6 separate regions of the Mus musculus genome follow, and regions 2, 3, 4, 5 and 6 are each linked to region 1. A link is a contact called in public promoter capture Hi-C data. All regions are on one chromosome and are shown on one strand. Each heading gives the region's core, a stretch centred on a gene start, on an enhancer-like site or on the middle of the called end of the contact. The rest is flanking DNA. Distances are from core to core; before and after follow the strand shown. Region 1 holds the start of Slc19a1 (solute carrier family 19 (folate transporter), member 1). Region 2 holds the start of Specc1l (sperm antigen with calponin homology and coiled-coil domains 1-like). Region 3 holds the start of Ilvbl (ilvB (bacterial acetolactate synthase)-like). Region 4 holds the start of Gstt2 (glutathione S-transferase, theta 2). Region 5 holds the start of Gatd3a (glutamine amidotransferase like class 1 domain containing 3A). Region 6 holds the start of Smarcb1 (SWI/SNF related, matrix associated, actin dependent regulator of chromatin, subfamily b, member 1).

Region 1 (3,631 bases), core at 626-3,125:
AAAGCTGCTATTCAGAATAGTGGCCAGGGAGTCCAAGGTCCGAGTCAAAAAAACAGGGGCCCAAACTCTTGTTTGCACGGGGCAGGTGGTCTCAGCCTGGATTCTCCAGGCTGTTACCTAGGCAGAGACTGCCTGGGGCAGTTTATGACACTCTACTGGAGGTAACATCACTGCCACATAGTTAGTGTCCAGCTCTGACACAATACCCTCTTTCTCTAGCTCAGAGCCCAGGCTGCTCTTCCTAACAAAGCTAGGTTCAGCTCTATTCAGCCAAAGGAAAGATGAGGGGGAATCCTGTTCTCTACATATTGGAACTGAGTATGGAAGGAAGCTCATGGCTTGCGGGCCTCACAGTGGACCAGGACTCCATATGCCCTGAGCATCCTGTGGCTTCTTAACTTGCAACCTCTTCCAGGCAACTGAAAGAAATTCTTGGCAGCCCGGGTGGGTTGTAGTGTCGGGGAGGGGCACTACACAGTCCTTTCTGACCAGCCTAGCACCCGTGTGAGAGATGGGGGTAGGGGTGGAGGTGGGTAAGAAGTGTGGAATACAACTGTTCACAAACTTCTTTCCAAGGCCCACTTTCTTTTTATCTTGAAACAGGAAGGTTCCTTTTAATTAAGGAAGGGGGGAAAACAAACGCCAATGCCCTTCTCCCATTGTGGTGGCTGAGTGTTGACTGTATCTTTGCCACTGGCTCAAATGCCCAGAATCAATCTCTTTCCTCAGCCCCAGTGCCTTGTTGGAAGGCACACATCCGGCTCCCTAGCCCGGAGAATGTGTCAGGCTCTGCAAAGTCAGAGGCTCTGTGCCCTGCTGAGTCCATCTGAGCAGCTCCCGGAGTCCTTGAGTCTCACTGGGAGGAGGCTACTTCTTAACAGTCAGGCAAGCAAGTCTAAGGATTTAGTCTATCCTCTCCACTGAGAGAAGGCCCACAAACATCTTCTAGCCCCCTGAGGTTCCGACCAACATCGTGAAGACAGGGAAGTTAGGATGGGAACACTCACCGGGTGAGGAGTCACGTCAATATGGTTTATTCCTAGGCTATTAGCCAAGTCTAGTATCCCTGTCACAGAGATGCTGGAAGTACAGAAAAGACTGGCTACTACAGGCAGCCTGTACAAGCTGCAGATTCCACCTGTTCCAAAGGGAAGTTGTTAACAGTTGTCAGGGTGCCTACAACCTCTGAGCTAAACAATGAGCCTTGGAGGCGCGCCACGTCCAGGGCGTGGGCAGTGGGGTTTCCTTGCAGGCAACACGTGCTCTAAAGTCGCTGGGGCAGGCGCACGTGGTGATTCCTGACCTGAGGAAGATACTTTGAAAGCAAAAGAACTCCGTTCCAGAGGAATGACAAGGAGAGAAATGGCGCTCAAAGGTCCCACTAGGCAGCCTGGGGATTTATCCTCCCGACGGTTCTGCAACCATGAGCCCAGGATGCGGGCCAGCACTCAGACTCTTGCCCCGAGGCTCGTAACGCTGAGGTCCTCACCTATACTCTGTATTCACAGAAGGACCCTGACACCCCACAGATACTAGCCCGTGTCCCACACCTATCCTACTGCCCCTATGCATCCCAAAGACTTCTGCTTGTCTTCCACCCAGCAGACCCCGCATGCGCCTTCCGCACGCTACAAACCCTGCCTGGAGCTTTGTAGTCGCGCCAAGGACTCCGCGGTCCTCTGTAGTGGAGAATTCAGCCCGCTTTCGTCTTCAGGACACCGGAAGGAACAGAACCGTACCTTGCACTACCCCGTGGCTCCCCAGGCACGCATAGAATGGATTCCTAGCTCTGCGTCCCACAGGCCTGTGGCTGATTCAACGCGCACACGCAGACTACAACACCCAAAAACCCGCGCGTAGGCTCAAGGGCCGCATGGAGAGGCGTGGTTACCTGACTGACCACGCCCCGAAGGAGTGGCCAGCGTGGTAGACAGGAGGCGCAGCCGCAGAACTTCCAGGAGGCGGGGCAAACACCTGGCTACACCCGCAGCTACTTCCACAGGGGGTTCATGCACGCGCCCTCTACACTTGGAGATTTACTACCGGGTGGGTCTTGTGGTTCCCTGAGGAGCGGACGACCGGTGGCGCGTCTGCTAGCCTGTGCCCTAAGAACCTACATCTCTAGACTCCAGGCCCCCTTCAGTACGCTCGCCCAGTGTTCGGGCTCCTGTGCTTCCTCCTCAAGCCGACCCTCTCTGTCCGCCTCTCCAATAAGTCCCTTCTTCCCCGCCCCCTTCCATCCCGTCTCCTCTTCACCCAACCCCTGGGCCCCGCAGCCCGCCTGAGCCCCTTTACGAGCCCCCTACCCGTCCAGCGCTTGACCGGGTCTCAGCTCACAGCAGATTGCTTGATCTGATCGAGCACAGAGGTGACCGCCCGGCCTAAGACCAAGCAAGGCCCCTCCCCGGGTCCGCCCCTGACCCCTGCTGGCCTGCAGAAGTCTGCGCTGGCTCTGTCCGGCTCCTCTTGAGACGAGCGCCCCGCGACCACCTGCTAAAGCATTCCAGGCACCAAGGCATTGACCGCTAGATATAGACTGCACCAGCTGTGCACGCCCTTCGTTTGGGTATCAGCGTCTTTAGGTTCCAAGGGCACCGACGGATTGCGCTGAGCTATGCATGGAGACCCCCTACACACACACACACACACACACACACACACACACACACACACAAAACCTTACTCACCTTGTATCAACCTACTTGACTGTTAACAGGGACAGAAGTCTGGCCTAAGCGTTTTAGGCCCCACCCCACCCTCCTTCACCACCAATCCCCCAATCTTTCAAACTCTCACCCCAGCAGGGATGTTCAGCTGATGCTCAGCAGGTGGAGGCTGCTAGCAGCCTGAGGTGGGTTGGGAGAGGGCGGGGCTCCCTGAAACCAGCCTCTTTCCTCCTGATGGGTTTTGGCGGAGTACTTGCGAGGGCAGCAAAGTAGAACGAATGGAGAGGGGCATGGGTCCAAAGAGGAATGGCCGACCAGCAACTCTGGTTTAATAGATTCCCAAGGTGGTGGGGTGCCGGGAGGTTAGACTATAGGTATGGTCATCTATACGAATGGGGTCCCAGGTGTGAGAACCCAGTCTCCACACCAGCACGGCTCCTCCCCAGCCCATGGGGGCCACACCCCTCTGGACTTGGGCCTTCTTGGTACATGCAAAGGTGCTGGCCACCTAGTTGCTATACAAGGGAATCAGGAAGCTAGAGTGCTTCTCTGGCCAGAGATGTGGAAAGCAATGGCGGGCCTCATGGCACGTTTGGAAAACGCACTGGCTCCTCTCTACAAGTTGGCAGCAGGCATGCATGCGCTCTTGGGGCTGGCTGCTACCCCCACCTCCTGCCTGGGAAATCTGCAGGACCCTTGCCATTAACCACGCCAGACTTGGTCCAGCAATGCAAGTCCTTGTGAGTTGAAAGGGACAGGAACAAATGTCACATTCTTTGGAAATGATGGTCAGGTAGCTGGAGGAATTTTAGGGTGAGCTGGAAGGCTCCCATATCTGGCTGTGTTGGTTATCTACACCCTCGGGCCACTTACTACTTACAGCCTGAAGGGCAAGGTAAAGGAGGTAGAGGGGGTGTGGAGGAAGATTGTGATTATCTCTGTGCCAGACAGGTCTGTGCCTCTTT
Region 2 (3,631 bases), core at 561-3,060, 1.8 Mb after region 1:
CAGACAAGCATACAAAGCATTCTCAAGCTATCTAAAATTTCAAAAGGTTAGGACACTATTTGGTGTACACTAGATCCAAAGGGAAAATGAGACATTTTTAAAAGGGGGAAAAAGGGAAGGGGGCATCAGCTCTTTCTCAATAGGAAAGAAAATGTAACGAGACCAACATACTTTTTTCTCCATATCCCCTTCTATATTGGTTGGATATTTTGAGACATTACTTCAATTTTTATCAAGCTGGGGAGTAGATATAGCTTAGCTATAAAACACTTATCTAGCCATATTCCATGCCCTTAATACCAAAGATGGGAGAGTGAAGTTATCCATATACGACTCAACCCTCAAGTACACTTCCATCGTCAATTGCTTATATTATCCCAGTACAAGGAAAGGACAAGAGAAAAAAAAAAAAAAGAGTCTGTACAGAATTCAGCACAGGCGTATTGCTTTTCAAACTCTTTCCATTCCTGACATATTGAAAGAGGACCAACCGAACGGTGCCTTTAATGCCTATGCAACAACGCTGGTGCCTCATTCCAAACCTTTAGATAGAACTGTTGTTGCCTGTAGTCCACAGCTGATTTCACCTCAAGATTTAGCTTCCTGAATGACAAGAAGCCTTCCTGGGCTCCGCGATTTGTTTTTTGTTTTGTTTTTGTTTGTAGTTTGAGACAAGGCCTTACTCTGCAGCCCAGTTGGAGCTCATCCAGCCTTGGCCTCGGGATTACAGGTGTAGGCCAAACTTTACGATTCTCTGTCATGACAGTCAAAGGGTGCCCCCTCACCCCGCCGCACTTTAGGACTGATCTTCAAGAGAGTGAAAACAAAAACAAAAACAAAACAAAAAACAAACAACAAAAAAACCCAAAACAAAACAAAACAAAAAATCAAGGATGCCTGCATTTGAATGATCACAGAAATTTTTGTTTGGTTTTAGGCGGCTAAGCCCACCAGAAACCGATTTCTTTTCTAGTGTTCTCTGGGGTATCGCCACCATCTATCTATCTCTCTCTCTCTCTATCTCTCTCTCTCTCTCTCTCACACACACACACACACACACACACACACACACACACACACAAGCCTCTAATGAAAATGCACACACACACACACACGCCTCTAATGAAAATGCAGCATTTCTTCAACAACACACAGAAACATCCACATCCAATCTGACATAATTAGCCAAGTCTCAAGAATAAAGAACACTGCCAGCTTCCAACAGCCAGGTCCTAACACTGCAGGGCGCAGCCTTCGGGGGACCTCCGCTCCTGCTCCCCACCCTCAATGCACCAGATGGGGAGGCAACCTGTCCCAGCCCAGGGCAAGGAACTAGGATGAATGCCCGGTCTCTCCCGACACCACAGGGAACACAAGCACCAGGGTCGCACCCAGCCTCTCCGCAGGGATGAGACCCCCAGCCAGCTGGGTACCACGCCAGCCTGGGTTCCCGGGGGATCTGCGGGGCAAGCTGTGAGGTCCGCCCGGGCAGGAGACGGCGCAGGCGCGGGATGGCTGGGGATGGGGGGGGTGACGAGGGGGGACAGCGCAGGCGCGGGGCCGCCAGGGTCTGCGGGGCCGCCCGGGCCTGGCCGCGCGGGCGGCGCTGAGGAGACGAACGTGCCCGCGGCACAAGCGGAGAAGACCCTGCCCCGGCTCTTACCGCGCGGCACCGCCTCGCTCACTCGCTGGCTCCGGGCTGGGGCCGGGCGGCGAGCTCGCCCGGTGGCGCGGCCCGGTCCGTTGAGTCCGGCCTCAGGGCAACAGCCAACCCCACGGCGCCGCTCCCTCGGCCCGCCCTGTCTCCCTTGCGGCTCCCGCCCTCCGCCCGCCCCTTATCCACCGGTGCCGCCCCCTTCTACTCCCCGCGCATGTGCCGTGATCGGCGCCTCCCTGGGCTGCTACTGCGCAGGCGCCAGCTGTCACACCTCCTCTTCGCGCTGAGTTCTGGACCGCGCACGCGCTGTGCTAGTCGGCGGTGCAACTAGATAACTGCAGTCTTTTGTGCTGGAAGTGCTCCTAGTCTCTCGTTTTTCCTCCAAGGCAAATAGGTCCGCTCTGGTTGAAATGTATGTTTACAGTGTGCTGAACCCGACAGTTGAGAAAAATGCACATGCCAGGCACCCATTATGTTCCCAGCACATGAGCAACACCGGTCCCTACTCCACCCATTAAAGGGAACAAGATCACTAGCATTATAAAGTTAAAGAGTTCTATAAGCTTATGTAATTCCTGTGTAGTTTTTATTTTACTTTTTAAATTTGTAAATGGCTCTATTACTATAATAAAAGCACCATGACCAAAAGCAACCTGGGGAGGAAAGGGTTTATTTGGCTTACAACTCCCAGGTCACACACCATCACTGAGAGAAGTCAGGGCAGGAACTCAAAGGAACCTGAAGGCAGGAACTGAAGCAGAGAAGCTTTGGAGAAACACAGATTGTTGGTTTGCTCCTCATGCCTTGCTCAGCCTGCTTTCTTATATCATCCAGGATCCCCTAGGGGGTCACACCACATCCTGGTGAGCCTGGCCTCTCCCACATCAATCATTAACCAAGAAAATGCCCTATAGATTTGTATATAGGCAATCTAACAAAGACATTTTCTCAACTGAAGTTCCTCTTCCCAGATAATGGTAACTTAGATCAAACTGACAAGACCTAGCCGGAACATTATTCTTTGATGTTTTCTTTTTAAGAATTTAATCTCTGATTCACTGGGCATAGTGGAACATGCTTTTAATATCAGCACTCAGGAGGCAAAGATGGATCATCTCTGTGAGTACCAGGCCAACGTGGTCTATATAGCCAATTCCAGGCCAGCCATTGCCACATGGTGAGACCCTGTCTCAAATAAATTAGCAAATAGATAAATAAATAAATAAATAAATAAATTTAAAGATTTTGTATATGGATATTTATGTATATGAGTACACCGTTGTTGTCTTCAGACACACCAGAAGAGGATGTCAGATCTCATTATACATGGTTGTGAACCACCATGTGTACACAGGTTGCTGGGAGCTGAACTCAGGAGCTCTGGAAGAAGCCAGTGCTCCTAACCATCTCTCCAGCCCCCCCCTAAATAAATAAATAAATATCTCTGAATGCATTTCTAAGAAAATTTACATGCCTCAAAATTCAAAAATCACCATTTCAACATATTCAGTACCCTACAATTCCTCACATAGTTTCCACTCCTCAATATCAATATCCCTTGACATCATTTATGAACAGAAGCAAATATTTAAATTACGATATGCACTATTTTACTACCTCAATACACAGATGGCATCACACTGTACCTCTTGATCTTTAATTCTTCCTTCTTAACCAGCAGAGCCACAATACATTAGTACATTGAGCCAAAAAAAAAAAAACAAAAACAAAACCTGGCTTTGAACCTTGGATGCATTACATAATAGTCCCTTTGCTTTCTGGTTTACCCACTACAAAACATATGCTGTTATAAATTTTTATGGAGGTCAAATAGGATTAGCACTTAAACAGGCCTTACCACGTTATCCAGAACCCTGGACTTCCATTGCGTAGCAAATATAAATAAGTGGGTATTAATTCTCCATCTGTTTAGGTATTTGTAGTTCAAAATCAACTCAACCATTTCAATCCAAA
Region 3 (3,631 bases), core at 780-3,279, 1.5 Mb before region 1:
GGGTGCTGGCAGCTCCACCCAAAAGCAGGACTGGGGACTGTGCCACTTGTGCATTCTTCACTGCAGTCACAGTGTTGGTGAGGCCAGGACCGGCTGTCACTGCTGCCACACCCACTGTCCCTGAAAGAAAGAGCTGGTGACAACCATGCCATCCTCCCAAACATCGTCCTACCCCAAACCCCCTGCCTCTCATTCACAGGGGCCATGTCACTGTCCTGCTAGTCCCTGGTCCTTACCAGTCAGGCGGGCCACAGCATCAGCAGCAAAGACAGCAGTGACCTCGTGGCGTGTGTCTACCACTCGGATACCCAGCTTCTCACAGGCCACCAGCAGTGGGGAAATGTGCCCACCGACCAATGTGAAGACAAAGCGTACACCATGGGCTCGGAGCACAGCTGCGACACTCTCTCCACCATGCCGGATGCTTGTCTTGTCCACCTGGGTCAAAGGAGATGAGGAACAAGACAGTCAGAGGCCAGCCCAGGAGCAGGTACAAGAACAGGCAGGGGTAAGGTCAGAAGACAGACGAACTTAGATTCTGGTTAGAGACATACCACTTTAAATCCAATTCAGAGAAGGGTACACTGACTTAGCAAATTTATTGTTCTCTTTGTCCTACAGCTAAAAATGCCAAGACTTGCCCAAGTGATAGACTCCAACAGAAGAAATGTTCTTTTTGAAACTGTACTGAGGATTGAACCCTGGGCATAGATAGTGTTAGACAAGCACTCTAACCACTGAGCTATATCATCAGCTTTTACTAGGACAAGGTCTCACGAGGCTTTGAACTCCTTATGTAGCTTAGGCAGGGCTTGAATTTGTGACCATCTCTCCCCAGCCTACCAAGTAGCAGACTGAGATAAAGCCTATGTTCTTAAGTGGCTCTGGAGATTATAATGCCTGCTCCAGAGATACTGGGCCAGTTGAGAAGAAAGGAGATAGAGGTTAAATCTACAGAGAATCCAGGAGAGCCTGGCAAGAGGCAGAAGGCCCCTGGCTTAGATGTGTGCCTGCTTCCTAGTATCCCTGCAGGGCCTGGCACTTGGAGTGCTAACTCCATCCAGCCTATTGCCTCCCTCTGCTAGTGAGGCACAGGTCCAGCTGACATGCTGCCAGCAGCCATATGCCTAGCACGGAAGTGACTCCTGGCACAGACTACCCTGAGCATCCAAGCCTCAGTAGCTTCACGATCCCTACATACTTCAAGGTCAGTGGCACTGTCCCTGTCTAGAAGAAAAGGGACTGGGTAAGGGCAAGAATTTCTCAGAATGGAACAAGTGGTTTATAAGTATGACTTGTGGGGTCAGCTTTTCCCAAATCTGTCATCTAGAGAAAATACTAAACTTCTCTGTAGATCATTTGCCTCTTGTGGGCACAAGGACAGAAATTATAGCACTTACTTTGGTGAAGATGGTACGAAATATGCTAAGACAGTTCCTCAGAAGGGCTTACTATCAGAGCCCATTCCCTCCCCTGCCTACCTTCAGCCCACCAATCTCACTATGTTTAAAAGGCCTGCTCTGTTAAAATGACTCAGGCCCCTGGGTATGGAGGTAGGCGGAGAATGTGTGCTGTCCAGACAACGACAATTTCCCCATTATCTCGTACTAGTTACAAAGTCCAGGCCCATATACAGTTTGGCAAAGGGACAGAGCTCTGTAAAGAATCTCCCAACCAGCCACTTCTAGACTAGCTGGGACTCGCTTTCCACACCTGCACAGTGGATGAGCTGGAGAAACACCTTTAGTGCCTTCCTCCTACCCCTAGCCCTCCTTCTACCCTAAGCACCTTGTGCATCAGCTGATAGAAGAGCCCCAGTCTGTGAGCGACGCCCAGCACGGCAGCCACCAGCGTCCCAAACGCCAGGAGCAGGAAGGAGGGGAAGAAGCCTCCCGCAGATGCAGCGGCCGCAGAAGTTTCCATGAGGCAGAACCTAAGTAAGAAAGCACAGAGCCAGAATCTTAGTACTATAATCTAATCCGGAAGCAGGATCGTCCGCCGGACCTGGGCCACACCTCCCCGACCTGCCAGGCCACGCCCACAGACGCATCTAGACTGGACTTAAAGCCACGCCCCAGTGAGGCTAAGTCCGCCCCCTGACGTCACCACCTTCAAACTAAAAGTAGGCCACAGCAGGTCAAGGCGATCGCAGTAGCACCGAAACAAGGTTGAAATTCCTACTTACCTATCTGTTAACGAGCCCATGCAGAACCCACCCTCCTCAACGCTGGACTGGGGCTCAGCGGAGAGCCCGCCTCGCGCTTACATCATTGAGTCGTAAGGCCACACCCCCATCGGATCGCGCAGCCTAGGGTACGCTCCCCCACCCTCCCCACACACACCAGACTCTTGACCTTTGGCCTTCAGCCGAGGTCACTTTTCAATAGGATGCGCCTTCAGCTCCACTACATAGAACTCCCTTCCACCCATCCCCAAACAAGGCCCTATGACCTTTGCCTATAGGAAAGGTCCCTGACTGCAGTGGAACTCTGCCGCTTCTGGGTCACGTGACTGGGGAGTGTGGAGTGGTGCCCCTTTTGCCCACTTGGCTCTGCAGCGCCCCGTAGTTCAACGAGACGCGCGTGCGCCAAACTGGAGTCTCGCTGAAAAAGCTATCCGAAAGAGACGTTTATCATTGGTCGCTTCTCTCTCTCGCCTCTAATTGGCTAACATTACACCGCGCCTTCCACACCCGCGAGAACCATCTCGCGGCACGTTCCACGGGCGTGGACTGTGACACACCCCCCACCCGAGCTCCCCAGAACCCGCATTCCCGACCGCAACATATGCAAGCCCCTCCCCTTCCTGGACCACTGTGAGGCTTTGCAGGATGTTTAGAGAACTCCCTAGTGTTTGGTGCCAGGCCGGTTCAGTCATTTTCCAGGTTTCCAGCATCTGGGGACCTTTTACAAACTCCGATCTGTCTTACAAATCCCTTTCTCCAATTTATGTCTTTTTCTTTGACTGGCTTTTAATCAGGACCATCTGTGTAACCAAGAGTTTTGAGCTATTTGTTGAAGCCTGAACAATGGATATTTAACAATGTAAACCAGTGTAATAGTATGTGCTTTTATTCCCACCATTCCGAGTTCAAGACCAGGCTCTTCTCCATAGTGAGTTCCAGGACAAGCAGGAGTGCATAGAGACCAACCAAAAATCACAATCGCTTCAGCTGTGTCATGTCCACAAGATAGCATTCCACAGCCTTTCTCCCCATCTTTTGGCTCTTATATTCTTTCCACTTCCTCTTCCTTGGTGTTCCCTGACCTTTGCAAGCCATGGTATAAATGCCCTGTTTAAAGCTGATCGTTCAGCCATCCCTTCTCAGCAACTATGGTCTCTGATTAAGTTCTGTGATGGAACATTTGCCTAGCACAGGCAAAGCCATGGGTACCCACAAAAACCTACTCAACTATTTTTAGCCAAACTACCGTATGAATTATTTATGCTTACTGGCTGTGAGCATGCCTCCAATTTCGTCTTGAATCAAACAAGGTAGGCTTTTCCCTGCCATTCCATAAGAGTTGTTTTGGGAGAGTGCAGGGGCTGGACCTAGATTCTCTACCCATTTATAGCAGATGTGCAGCTTGGTCTTCTTGTGAGTCTCCTAACAATTGGAGCAGGGGCTGGC
Region 4 (3,631 bases), core at 318-2,817, 1.2 Mb after region 1:
ACTTTTATTCCCACCACTTCAGTAACCACCGTTCGGTGTGATTTGTGAACCTTGGCTTCTCTTCAGTTTTTTTGTTTGTTTTGTGGTGTGGAGGGTTGAATCCAGGGCTAGGTTCACTGATGCTAAACAAATGCTGTGTCATGAAACCAGGTTCTAGCTACTGATTTTCTTTGTCCTGTTTGTCAGATAGGCTCCCCCTAGGTGGCCCAGGGTATAAACTGCCAAACCCCACTGCCATGAGCAACATACTTCCTGTAGCAAGCAAGGTGCCACAACCTAAAAGCTACATAACCCACACAAAACAGACCACCAGCTGGGGTCTGTTCATACACTAGGTTCAAACGCAGGAAACTATGGGCTGTGGGGAGGTGGGGCGGGGGCGGGCATTTCTCATTCAAACTACCACTCACTCTGGCTTTAGGTATCTGACAATCAAGATGAAAACTATTACCAGTCAAAAAGGGAGGGTAGCAAAAAAAAAAAAAAAAAAAAAGGGGTATTTTTGTCAAGATTCAAGGAAGCCCTTTTTTTGGGGGGGGGGAGGGGTTAAGAAGCCGGAAGAGAGGATGAGATGGAAGAGGGGAGTGAGGCAGCCAAACCAGTTCCTTGCCAGTGTGGGAGGGGACTCTCCGGAGAGTAGCGAAGCAGGTACCTGAGTCTGCAGGGTGAAAGCCGGGGGGGGGGGGGGGGGGGTGTTTCGGGGCGGGATTCAGGGGTCCATCCATTCAAGAGCCATATCTGATCCCGTGAGAGAGGATGTCTGACCTAGGGGAAGCACGTGAAATAAACAAGGCCAGGAGACTTCTAGGGGCCAATCACATCAGAGGGCTTGGGTGGGTACAGTCATCTTGGATCACATGCTCTCCCTACCGAATTTGCACGAGCAGAGCCACGTGCGGTGCAGGGCTGCAGAAGAAGCTCCTCTGGGGACAGCTTTGTGTTTTTCAGAATCCTTTTCCTCAAAAAACAACACCAGCTTATTTAGGTAAAAGGGCAATTTGGCTTCAGACGGTTCTGGCGGTGGGAGGGGCGAGGGGAGGGGCCACTTGAGAGAGCTCGGTTTGAGCCTACTGGCTACCACAGCTCCTAGCTATCAACTCACAGGGTAAGACTGGTTCTATGGCAAATGCCTGTAGTCCTAAGCACTTGGAAAATGAAGTCGAATTTGAGGCCAACCTGGACTATATGAGTCCCTGTTTCAAACAAAACAAAACAAAACAAAACAAAAAATAGCCAACCAAATGAATCAAACAAACATAAATTCCCTGGAAAGCCAGGCAGGATAGGTCTCACCTGGGAGTCCCAGACATTCAGGAAACTAAGACAGGAGAATCAATGGAGCAGAAGGGTTTGAGGCCAGCCTGTGCTATAGCAAGACCCCTACCCCTCAATGTCAAAAAAAAAAAAAAAAAAAAAAAAAAAAGAAAGAAAGAAAGAAAGAAAAAAGAAAAAAAGAAAAACGCCCAGGGAAACATTCTGGTGCCCGATATGGCCCACGGGCTATAGCTACTCTAAAAGATTCAGATAAAGCCAGTGATAATGGGCACCTCTTTTCCCCATCGGAAGATGCTACCGTGGAGAGTGTTGGAGGCGGGCGAGAGAGGTGGTCCTGTGACTCCTTCAAGCTTTGCTGCCCAGCCTCACAGATCTGGGGAGGTCCAGTGTTCTTAGACGACCTGTTTTGCACGGGGCAGCTGGACCAACCACAGTTCTTCCTTAAGGCAAAGTTTCTAGCAGCCTGCAACAAGCTTCACCCGTTAAAGAAGGATCAGCGATCAGCCTCTAAGATCCCCTCCTGCAGTAACTGAGAGCTAGGAGCTGAGCGGTCTAGTTCCCCGCAAACGACTACGTCCACAGAACTCTGAGTTGGGTCCACGAAAGCCCAGCTAGGCCATTTCCGCGTCCGGGTGAGACTAAGGTCCTGGGCTGGATTCCTGGCTCCACGGTCCGCTGGAGCAAATCGCATAAGTCAGTCTGAGTGCGCGCGCACCTCAGCCCTGCTTTTGGTATAAAGTCCTCCAAAGCGTCTCCCTCCCCAAGATCAGCAGGTGTCAGCTATCCAGAGGAGGAAATCGTTTGGCTTGGCCAACTGAGGCTGTGCTGGACCCCAGCTTGCTGTTATCGAACGCAGTCGGCACACCATCTTGTGTCGCTACCGGCAATGGGCTTGGAGCTCTACCTGGACCTGCTGTCACAACCCAGCCGCGCTGTCTACATCTTCGCCAAGAAGAATGGCATCCCCTTCCAGACGCGTACCGTGGATATACTCAAAGGTTGGCACATTTACCCCTAGACCATGTCAGTCCTTCACATTCTGCCTGGGTACAATCTCCCCATCATCTGACCCCCCCCACCCCCAGCGCCGTCCACCAAGGAATGCTCTGCTCTCTTTGGAGTGGTCTTAGTCAGTTCAGAGCCCTCTTTAAACGTAACTTCCGCTCTGACAAGAGAGACTTTTTGTCCTGGGACGTGGGGAGAAAAATGAAAGATTCCTACAGTTTCTGCTTTGAAGGCACGCAGTGTTTAGATTCACAAAATTCCGGAGACTTTGCAGGGAAGAGACACATAGCTGAGCCACCTCTGTGCCTCTGGTTCCCGGCCCATCCGGATTTTGGCCGTTTCGACCTTGCTCTGGTTGCAAAGAGAAAGGGGAAAATAGGAATACTGCTTGAGTCCTTGCACGCATTTTCTGGCTTCTTCCTTCCCAGGGCAGCACATGAGCGAGCAATTCTCCCAGGTGAACTGCTTAAACAAAGTTCCTGTACTCAAAGACGGAAGCTTCGTGTTGACCGAAAGGTGCAGCTGTAAATATACCCAGAGCCCTCACTACCTCCTCCGGCTCCCTTTGGCCGCCCCACTTCCGTTGGAGTGGGGTGCGGGGCGGGGCCCTGGCCGACTCCGACCCTAGGCTGTGAGGGGGCCTGGCTAGAGCAGACTCTGTGGGAAGGGGTCCTGGAAGACTAGAGGGCTGATCCAGCATGTCCCTTGCTTCTGTCCTGTTTCATCTGCTGGACTCCCCCCCTCCCCCTCCAGGCCTCCCTATCCTGATTGAGGGGTATTGGAAGGCGACAAGGGGACGATTGTCAAGGGTTAGGGAAAAAAAAATGTAGATTCAACAAAGGACTAGGAAGGGCTTCTCCTAACTTCCTAGATGTCCTGTTTAATCCGCCAAAGCTTGGCCCCGGAGACCAATGAAAGGGTCAGGGCTCACAGACTGTTTGGTTCTCCCATTAGAGTCTAGTGTCAGAGAGCTAAAAAACAAAACAAAACAACAACAAAAAAAAACCCACAAAACAACAACAACCACCACCAAAAAAGAAAGGCGGAGAGAAAAAGGTCTGGCCAGGGGTCAGTGTCCACGACATCAAAAAAAGAGGCGACCTGGAGAGGGGCAGAGCTCTTGCTGGTGTCTGTCTGTGTGTGTCTGTGTGTGTCTCTGGGTTTCACCATGCACAACATTGCAGAGAAGAAAGGCTCTGGGGACAGGCAAGAGTCATGGAGAGATAGGTGGTGAGACCAGAGGGAAGTACTTCAAATGTGAGAATTCTGAAGGCCCCGCCAAGGGATGGGAAACAGCCAAGGTCCTTAAATCCCCTCTTCCCATGGTCCATATAGCCCCTCTTCTATGATT
Region 5 (3,631 bases), core at 713-3,212, 1.1 Mb before region 1:
GTTTAGAAGTGTGGACTTGCAAACTTTCTGTCAGAGTTATTTATATTTTTAATACGATGCTCTAAGGATGAATTTCGGGTTGGGAAGAGCTTTTTTGTAAATGTGAGGACTTTGCTTCTCAACTTTGAGTTTCCGGTGTTTCTAATGTGTCCTGGGTGAGACATTGTCTTCAAGTAAGCAGGGAGATCGGTGACTGCTCGGGCCTGTGGCCCTGATATCTGTAAGTAGTGAAGAAATGGTGTGTGCTGGGCTGACCCCAGCGGGTGGCTGTGACAGCCCAAGGCTGGCCAGGGAAGCTTGGACTGATCTTTGCCAGTATGTACAGGTTATGTGGGAGAAGGGACATGCCTGAGTGGTGCTTTACCGATACTTCCTGTTCATGGGGTTGACCAGGCCCAGCATGTCACTCGCCAGTGAAGAGACCCACAGGTGCCAACTCATGCTGATAACTATTCACTGGCCTCTGTCCAGGCCACAGGAATGGATCTGTGTGGCACCTGGTGCACTGAGAGCCATTAGCTGTCGCACCCTTGTCATACTCAGGATACACTGATACTATACTGTCTTGGTCACCTGGAACCCGCTCAGGCTTGAACACCGTTATGGGGAGAAGCCAGAGCTTAGCCTGGTGTCGCCAGGTTTCCTGTTCTGCAGAGCATTTCTCTGTGTAGCTTGGGGTAGAAAAGGAAACTGCTTCTTATGTGCCCAGGGACAGCCAGGCCCCTGGCCGCCCAGACAAGGACCCGCTTGTTTTGGTGCCATCTTGGGATCCCCATCTGCAGTACAAATACAGTTTTATGAAGCTTTACTGGTTTTGTCTGTGTGTGGTATGAATGTGGAACTGAGGGCCCAGGGAAGGGCAGGCAAGTAGTGCTGAACCATGCTTCAGCCATCACCATACATCTCATACATCTCATCCAGTTTAATTCTCATACCAGAAACTGGGCTCAGTTTGGAGTATTTTACAAGTCTGCTCCGTGGTAACCATGCCCACTCCACCCCTGTGGACAGCCAGATGCAAATTGCCTGACACTGCTCCACCCCTCCCCCCAACTACTGTCCCCTGAAACTGAATAATCCCTGACTCGCTGTAATGGTGTTGGGCCACCAAACCCACTTCTGTATGCTCCCTGGCTTCTGCATATACTGTGCATCCCAGGCCTAAATGTCTCCTAAATGTGAAAGGGTTCCCATCTTAAGATGGGAACACCCAGCAGCTAATTATCCCTAGGAGTTGAGAGAAGCCAGGTCACCTTTGACAGCCTTCACTGTGGCTAGGGAGAGGCAGTGAAACTCTGGGAGTTATCTGGTCATTACCCCGATGGACACCGGACTGTATGCAACTATAGCAATCACATTGATTCAAAATAGGAAATGGAAGGTACGATGCTCAGCTCAGCTCTTCACTGAATCGTGACTGGCAGAACTGTGGCCTGTGAGGAAGCTGCAGAGGTACCCAGAACACAATGGCAGGAGCAATTTACGATTGCACCGTGAGGGCGCGGGGCTTGCTCTGACCCCGTTATTTAAAATCAGTTTTTAGTCATTGCATAGACTGGAATTGCAATAGGTAGTCAAGGTGGCCTACACCAAGATGAGCGCCCTTCAAACATTAACTAGGCAGACCGGGCCGCTCAACAAGGTCGATCGCAGGAAGGTCCTAACCTGGCATACTTGCTTGCTTGCCCTCTCAAAACCGAGAAGAGGCGTGTCCCAGCTCGGTCGGTCATTGAGCTGGAGAAGTCCAGCCAACCGGTCTCTTAGGTGAGGGGGGGCGTGTCCTGAGATCTGTGGCCCCTCCCTCCCGCTAGTCCTCCAGGGAAAAAGGTGCTGGGTTTCCCGTACGCCGTCGGTCACTGCGCAGGCGCGGCCCCACCCACTGGCCCTCTCCAGAAAGGGGTTGTTACGCGCTCCTCCATTGGCCAGGCGCGACCCCGCCCCACGGCGCACGTTCTCCTGACACCACTGTGGCTGGCTGCCCTTCGTGATGGCTGCCGTCAGGGTTTTGGTGGCGCCAAGGCTGGCTTCTGCGCTCCTACCGCTCTCCAGATACCACCGGGCTCCCTCCCAGCGCGCAGCCCTTCACAGCTCCGCACCGCGGCCCGGGGCCAGGGTGGCGTTGGTGAGTGCAGAGCCAGACTCCCAGGCCGAGTGCCTTCCCTTGCTAGGTCCCCGCAGCCTGGGGTCGACCAGCTGTCCGCCCAAGGTCGGCTCTTGGTGGGGTTCAGCCTCCCCTCCCTCGGTAATTGCGTGTTGGGCCCTCGCCCTCGTCAGTGCCTCTCTTCCTGCAGGTGCTGTCGGGCTGTGGAGTCTATGACGGAACCGAGATCCATGAGGCCTCAGCGTAAGTCCTCAGAGTTTGTAAACACTCTCTTGGTTTAAAAGGCAGAAATGGCCAGAGGGTGACCAAGCGCAGTGGGTTCACATCGTGATAAGTCCAAAGCCAAAGTTAGCACAGCCAAGACACAAAAGATGCCACCCGGACCCTGGGTGAAGGCAGAATGCCTGGCAGCAAGCTGGGGTCTTGAACATACCCAAAATGCAACACCTGCGGAGTCAACAACCCTCGCTGCTCATCAGTCAGTAAAAGGATGCCTTGCCTACTTATTCTGGTTCTACCCTTACCTTGCAGAAGTCTGTAAGCGGCAGGAGCCGTGCCTTCGTAAAAGCAACTAGGTGTCCTATAAACTAGGAATTCCCCAGCACTTGGTGCCAGTCCATCTGTAAAATCGTCATGCTGTGAGGCCGGAGGACACATTTGGAAGTGATGTCTTTGTGGATTTTCTTCATATAGGATCCTGGTGCACCTGAGCCGAGGCGGGGCTGAGGTCCAGATCTTTGCTCCCGATGTCCCTCAGATGCACGTGATTGACCACACCAAGGGGGAGCCTTCTGAGAGGGAAAGCAGGTATGGGTAGGGAAAGGACCTTACAAGAGCCCTGTTCCCATGAGCAGCTCCTGTACTGTAGCCTTCCTGATTATGTGATCAAGTGTCTGTCCCTCAAAGCAACTGTCATCCGGCTGTTCTGGAAATACATGGCCATGGGCCAAATGTTTCTGACCTCCCCGTGACCGTTACAGGGGTAGCAGTAGCCTTTGGGTGTGAGGTGGTCATGCTCTGCTCTGGCTAGTCCCTGTGTGGTACTGTGTTCCCTTTATCTTGTTGCTTTGTTTTTGGCAGGGAGGGGTTGTTTGTTTTGTTTTGTTTTCCCAAAGTTTCTCTATGTAGAGAGACTGTCCTGGAACACACTCTGTAGACCAGGCTGGCTTTGAACTCTGATCCTCCTGCCTCTGCCTACTGAGTGCTGGGATAAGAGGCATACTCCACCACTGCCTCGGGTTTTTGTTTTTGTTGTTTGTTTGAGACAGAGTCTGTTTGGCCCTCACAGGCCTGGAACTCACTATATACAGACCAGGGTGGCCTTGGATTCCTAGAGATTCTCTTGTCTTTGCCTCCAAAGTGTTGGTGGGATCAAAAGCAGTTGACTCTATGCCCAGCACAACTACATTTTTTTATTTTAAAGATTTATTTATTTGTTATATATAAGTATGCTGTAGCTATCTTTAGACACACCAGAAGAGGGCATCAGACCCCATTATAGATTGTTGTGAGCCACCATGTGGTTGCTGG
Region 6 (3,631 bases), core at 844-3,343, 1.1 Mb after region 1:
TCCACAGTCAGCCTGGTTGCCCAAGGTCTCCATCTCTGTCCCTCAAAGTAGAACCCCCACACAAACTCAGGAATCACCTGCAATGAGGTTCCTGTTGGGAGTGGTGTTGGTAATGAGATGCCCAGGGTACCATGCTGCCCCTGCTAAGCAACTGGACCAGTATCTTTCCTGGTAAGTCAGCTCTGGAGAGATAGTGAACTGATCATATTCTGGCAGGTGATTCAGACAAGTGCTTCCTGGAACTCAGGCCAAAAGGTACACAGCCAGCCAAGGAGGCAGCTGCTTCCTCCCAGAGACACGGAACCTCAAAGGCCCCACATACCTCACAGCCTTGCCCCAGGCCATTTCTTTCTGGGGCCCTCTTCCTAGCACAGGTACCCTCTAAGCCATGTACATGTGTATACAGTGTATAAAGACTTTTTTAAAAAAACAAAAAACAAAACCCAAAAAAGCCAAGACTGTCATTAAACATGAGTGTTTTCTAAGCGCCTGTCTGTTTTTCTTTGCAATTTGCAGTCAAGATTTGGGAGTAAGGGTTAGAGCCTTTGTGCCCCAAGACTGTTTCCCTGGGGCTAGGACCCATATTTAGAGTCTCTCCTGTCCCATTCCTGAACAAATAGAGGTATACCCACAGTGGCTTTCTAACTGACTGGCTGTCTCAGCAAAAGCAGTATCATTTTATCAGATCATGCCTAACTACTGGGGGTGGGAGCTGAGGGAGGCATGGTCTCATTATACATCCCTGACTGTCCTGGGACCCACAGAGGTCTGCCTGCCTATGACTCTGGAGTTCTGGGATTAAAAGTGTGAGCCACCCCTGGCCCTTAACCCTCTGGTTCCCATGGCTGTGAGATCAGTGGGCAAACTCCTGGTTACCACAGCCTTTCCTAGTTCTTTAACATCTCCTTCATCATGACCCCAGTCACAATTGCAGTCTCATTAGACTGACCCTTATGAAGCTGGCCACTGTTTGTCCTGCTGCTTTCAGAGAAGTGTTTGTATTTTGCACATCCCACCATGCCCCCACCTCCCCTACACTAGGTTGTTAGTCCCTTTGCTCCCATACACAATGTCACTTTTACTTTAATGTTCTGTGGAATACATATTTTATGTATCTAAGGAAAATCTAGAAAGCACAAATGAGAGAAAACGTATTTGTCTTTCTGAGACTGGCCTGATTTGTTTAATATGATATCTTAGTTGCATCCATTTTCCTGAAAACAATGTAATTTCACTTTTGTGGCTGAAAAACAAAAAACACATGTACACACATTTCACACTCTTTTTTGTTTTCTGGGACAGAGTTGCTCAACATATCCCTGACTGTCTTGGAACTGAAGCTAAAAGCTTGCACCACCACACCCAGCCTAGACTACATTTTCTTCATCCATTCCTCTATTGTTGAATAGCTACCTAGGCTAGGCTATAACTTAAGCTCCTGTAATAGTGCTACAATAAACATTAAACATTTTGGAGTCACGGCTCTGTTCAACAGGGGGTGGACTGCTTGGACACGTTCCAGAAGCACTGTCTTCTCTCGGGGCTGTTATGCCCCAAGGCGGGCAGAGGCACAGACCAGGGCTGGGCTTGTGGGCACCAAGCTTGCAGAGGTAAGGAAGGAATGCAAGTGCCTCCTCCCGTTCATCTGGCACATCACCTAGATCTTTGAATAGTACCAACCTCCATCCAGTATTGTCATTCTTCCCATCCCTACTGCCTCGGGAACTGCTGTTGGCCTGGAGTGGATAGCTAGCTATTCCTAACGCACTTTCGGGTGGAAAACCTGAGGCGCTAGCGTGGGGTCGCCATGCCCACCCAGCTTCCCTCGGGCTTCCAGATAGAGCGGTCCTTCTCCTCGCTTAACGTCTCATTTTTTTCCTTCATCCCGGGGCGGAGTGCCAGCTCTGGCTATGCGACTAGGAAAGCTACCGCCTGAGTCAGGGCCTCAGTGGCTATTTCGGTCGCTGAGAGGTTTTCCTCCTTACCCGCCCAGGGAGGAAGCCTAGGAAGCAAAAAAGAACTCGGGTCCCTTTAAGGGCTTGCGGGAACGCGCTCGGCCTTGAGTCGCGCAGGCTGCGGCGCGCACGTTAGCGTCAGCTTCTCCACGCATGCGCACCGAGGGCGGCCTGCTCGTTGCAGAGACGGCCAAGGAGCCCAGTAGTGACACGAGCGCTCGCCCGGTTCGCCCGGCTTGCCCTGCCCGACCTTCACCTCCAGGCCTCCGTTCCTTTCGGTCCGACGCGCCTCGGCCCCGCCCTAGCCCACCGGATTCTTTCCAGCTCGACCCCGGCTGCCGGTTTCCCCCGCCGCCATGATGATGATGGCGTTGAGCAAGACCTTCGGGCAGAAGCCCGTCAAGTTTCAGCTGGAGGACGACGGGGAGTTCTACATGATCGGCTCCGAGGTAGCCCGCGGCGCGTTCTCGGCTTCCCGGGCAGCGGCTGGCCGGCTCGAGTCCCGGGGCGGGCTAGTGCTCCCCGAGAGCGCGCCTCCATTCATCGCGGAGGCGGGCGCGTGCTCGCAGCTGGGGCGTGGCCTGGTGGGCGTGGCCGGTCCCGCCTGGACCGTCCTGGGTTTTCTTTACCCACTTAACGTTGTTCAGACCCTAAGCATCTGTCCTAGCTTAGAGCGTCGAGCCGGTACACTCTAGGCAGATGGGGAAAGGATGTTCGGGAAGCCCCTGGGCGCTTGGAAGTGGAGGTGCAACACTGCCCTTGAACCCTTTGGCAGCTCTCGTGCACCCCACTGCCCCGGTCTCGAAATCTCTACTTGTAAGCCCGAAGCTTAGGAAAGCCTCTTCCCCTTTGTGTTGTTGCTTGCGAGGTGGACTGCAGAGAGCTTTTATGATGTTTAGAAAGTGATTGGACATGTTTGCTTTTGAGTGGATTGAGGCCCTGAGGTCGGAAGCACTAACGTTTTGGAGATCAGTGAACTAATTTTGAGTTTTTATAGGGGATAAATCTGAAGGGTCGCTAACCCAGAACCCAGAGCTAGAAGAGACAGCTTCTGTGCAGTCAGGTGGACAGGGTTCCTTAGGATCGCACCTGTGCGCCAGCCACTACCCTTTTCACAGGGGTCGCATATCAAAGATCCTGCATATTAGGTATTTACATTATGATTCGTAACTGTAGCAAAAATTAGAGTTATGAAGTAGCAACGAAAAAAGTTTATGGTGGAGGGGGTCATTACAACATGAGAAACTGTATTAAAGGGTCACAGCATTAGGAAGGTTGAGAACCACAACCTTAGAAAATCCCTTCAATTAACCCTAGAGACCAGCCAAATCTTTGTGTTTTTTTGTTTTTTTTGTTTTTCTTTTCTTTTTCTTCTTCGAGACAGTTTCTCTGTGTAGCCCTGGCTGTCCTGGAACTCACTCTGTAGACCAGGCTGGCAGAAATGTGCCTGCCTCTGCCTCCTGAGTGCTGGGATTAAAGGCGTGTGCCACCACTGCTCAGCTGAAATTTCTTTCTTTCTACCTTTTTTTTTTTTTTTTTTTTTTTTGGTGCAGATTGTCTATCTCAAACTAACTTCATTCCATCTAAGGGCAACCCCCAACCAGTTTATGTCTCTCCTCCCCTCCTCTCTTTCTTTCTTCCTTCCTTTTCTTTTCTTTTCTTTTCTTTTCGATTTA

The links. Promoter capture Hi-C pulls out the DNA fragments that hold promoters and counts their contacts. Capture Hi-C pulls out chosen DNA fragments and counts their contacts.
Region 2: a promoter capture Hi-C map of pre-B cells shows a contact between it and region 1, with 2.2 times the contacts expected there. The contact joins the promoter of Specc1l here to the promoter of Slc19a1 in region 1. A contact is called at or near these places in 2 of 39 promoter capture datasets (hippocampal neurons and pre-B cells).
Region 3: a contact with region 1 is called in a promoter capture Hi-C map of liver, with 2.7 times the contacts expected there. The contact joins the promoter of Ilvbl here to the promoter of Slc19a1 in region 1. A contact is called at or near these places in 1 of 39 promoter capture datasets (pre-B cells) and 1 of 9 other capture datasets (liver).
Region 4: a contact with region 1 is called in a promoter capture Hi-C map of the C10 cell line, with 6 times the contacts expected there. The contact joins the promoter of Gstt2 here to the promoter of Slc19a1 in region 1. A contact is called at or near these places in 2 of 39 promoter capture datasets (the C10 cell line and liver) and 1 of 9 other capture datasets (pancreatic islet).
Region 5: a promoter capture Hi-C map of pre-B cells shows a contact between it and region 1, with 3 times the contacts expected there. The contact joins the promoter of Gatd3a here to the promoter of Slc19a1 in region 1. A contact is called at or near these places in 4 of 39 promoter capture datasets (hippocampal neurons, liver and pre-B cells) and 1 of 484 Hi-C or Micro-C datasets (B cells).
Region 6: a contact with region 1 is called in a promoter capture Hi-C map of liver, with 4 times the contacts expected there. The contact joins the promoter of Smarcb1 here to the promoter of Slc19a1 in region 1.

What each region holds. Positions count from the first base shown.
Region 1 is chr10:77,031,456-77,035,086 of GRCm38.p6, reverse strand. Slc19a1 (solute carrier family 19 (folate transporter), member 1) reads right to left here and starts at 1,875. Exons shown (of 6, transcript NM_031196.3): 1 at 1,740-1,875.
Region 2 is chr10:75,210,252-75,213,882 of GRCm38.p6, reverse strand. Specc1l (sperm antigen with calponin homology and coiled-coil domains 1-like) reads right to left here and starts at 1,810. Exons shown (of 16, transcript NM_153406.3): 1 at 1,664-1,810.
Region 3 is chr10:78,573,389-78,577,019 of GRCm38.p6, reverse strand. It overlaps Ilvbl (ilvB (bacterial acetolactate synthase)-like), which reads right to left and starts at 2,029. Exons shown (of 15, transcript NM_001359302.1): 1 at 1,789-2,029; 2 at 237-438; 3 at 1-120. The coding sequence starts at 1,923.
Region 4 is chr10:75,832,817-75,836,447 of GRCm38.p6, reverse strand. It overlaps Gstt2 (glutathione S-transferase, theta 2), which reads left to right and starts at 1,567. Exons shown (of 5, transcript NM_010361.2): 1 at 1,567-2,273; 2 at 2,709-2,796. The coding sequence starts at 2,162.
Region 5 is chr10:78,168,086-78,171,716 of GRCm38.p6, reverse strand. Gatd3a (glutamine amidotransferase like class 1 domain containing 3A) reads left to right here and starts at 1,962. Exons shown (of 7, transcript NM_138601.3): 1 at 1,962-2,122; 2 at 2,292-2,344; 3 at 2,795-2,908. The coding sequence starts at 1,988. Pwp2 (PWP2 periodic tryptophan protein homolog (yeast)) reads left to right here. Exons shown (of 21, transcript NM_029546.2): 21 at 1-807.
Region 6 is chr10:75,920,076-75,923,706 of GRCm38.p6, reverse strand. Smarcb1 (SWI/SNF related, matrix associated, actin dependent regulator of chromatin, subfamily b, member 1) reads left to right here and starts at 2,093. Exons shown (of 9, transcript NM_011418.2): 1 at 2,093-2,404. The coding sequence starts at 2,312. It overlaps Mmp11 (matrix metallopeptidase 11), which reads left to right. Exons shown (of 8, transcript NM_008606.3): 8 at 1-485.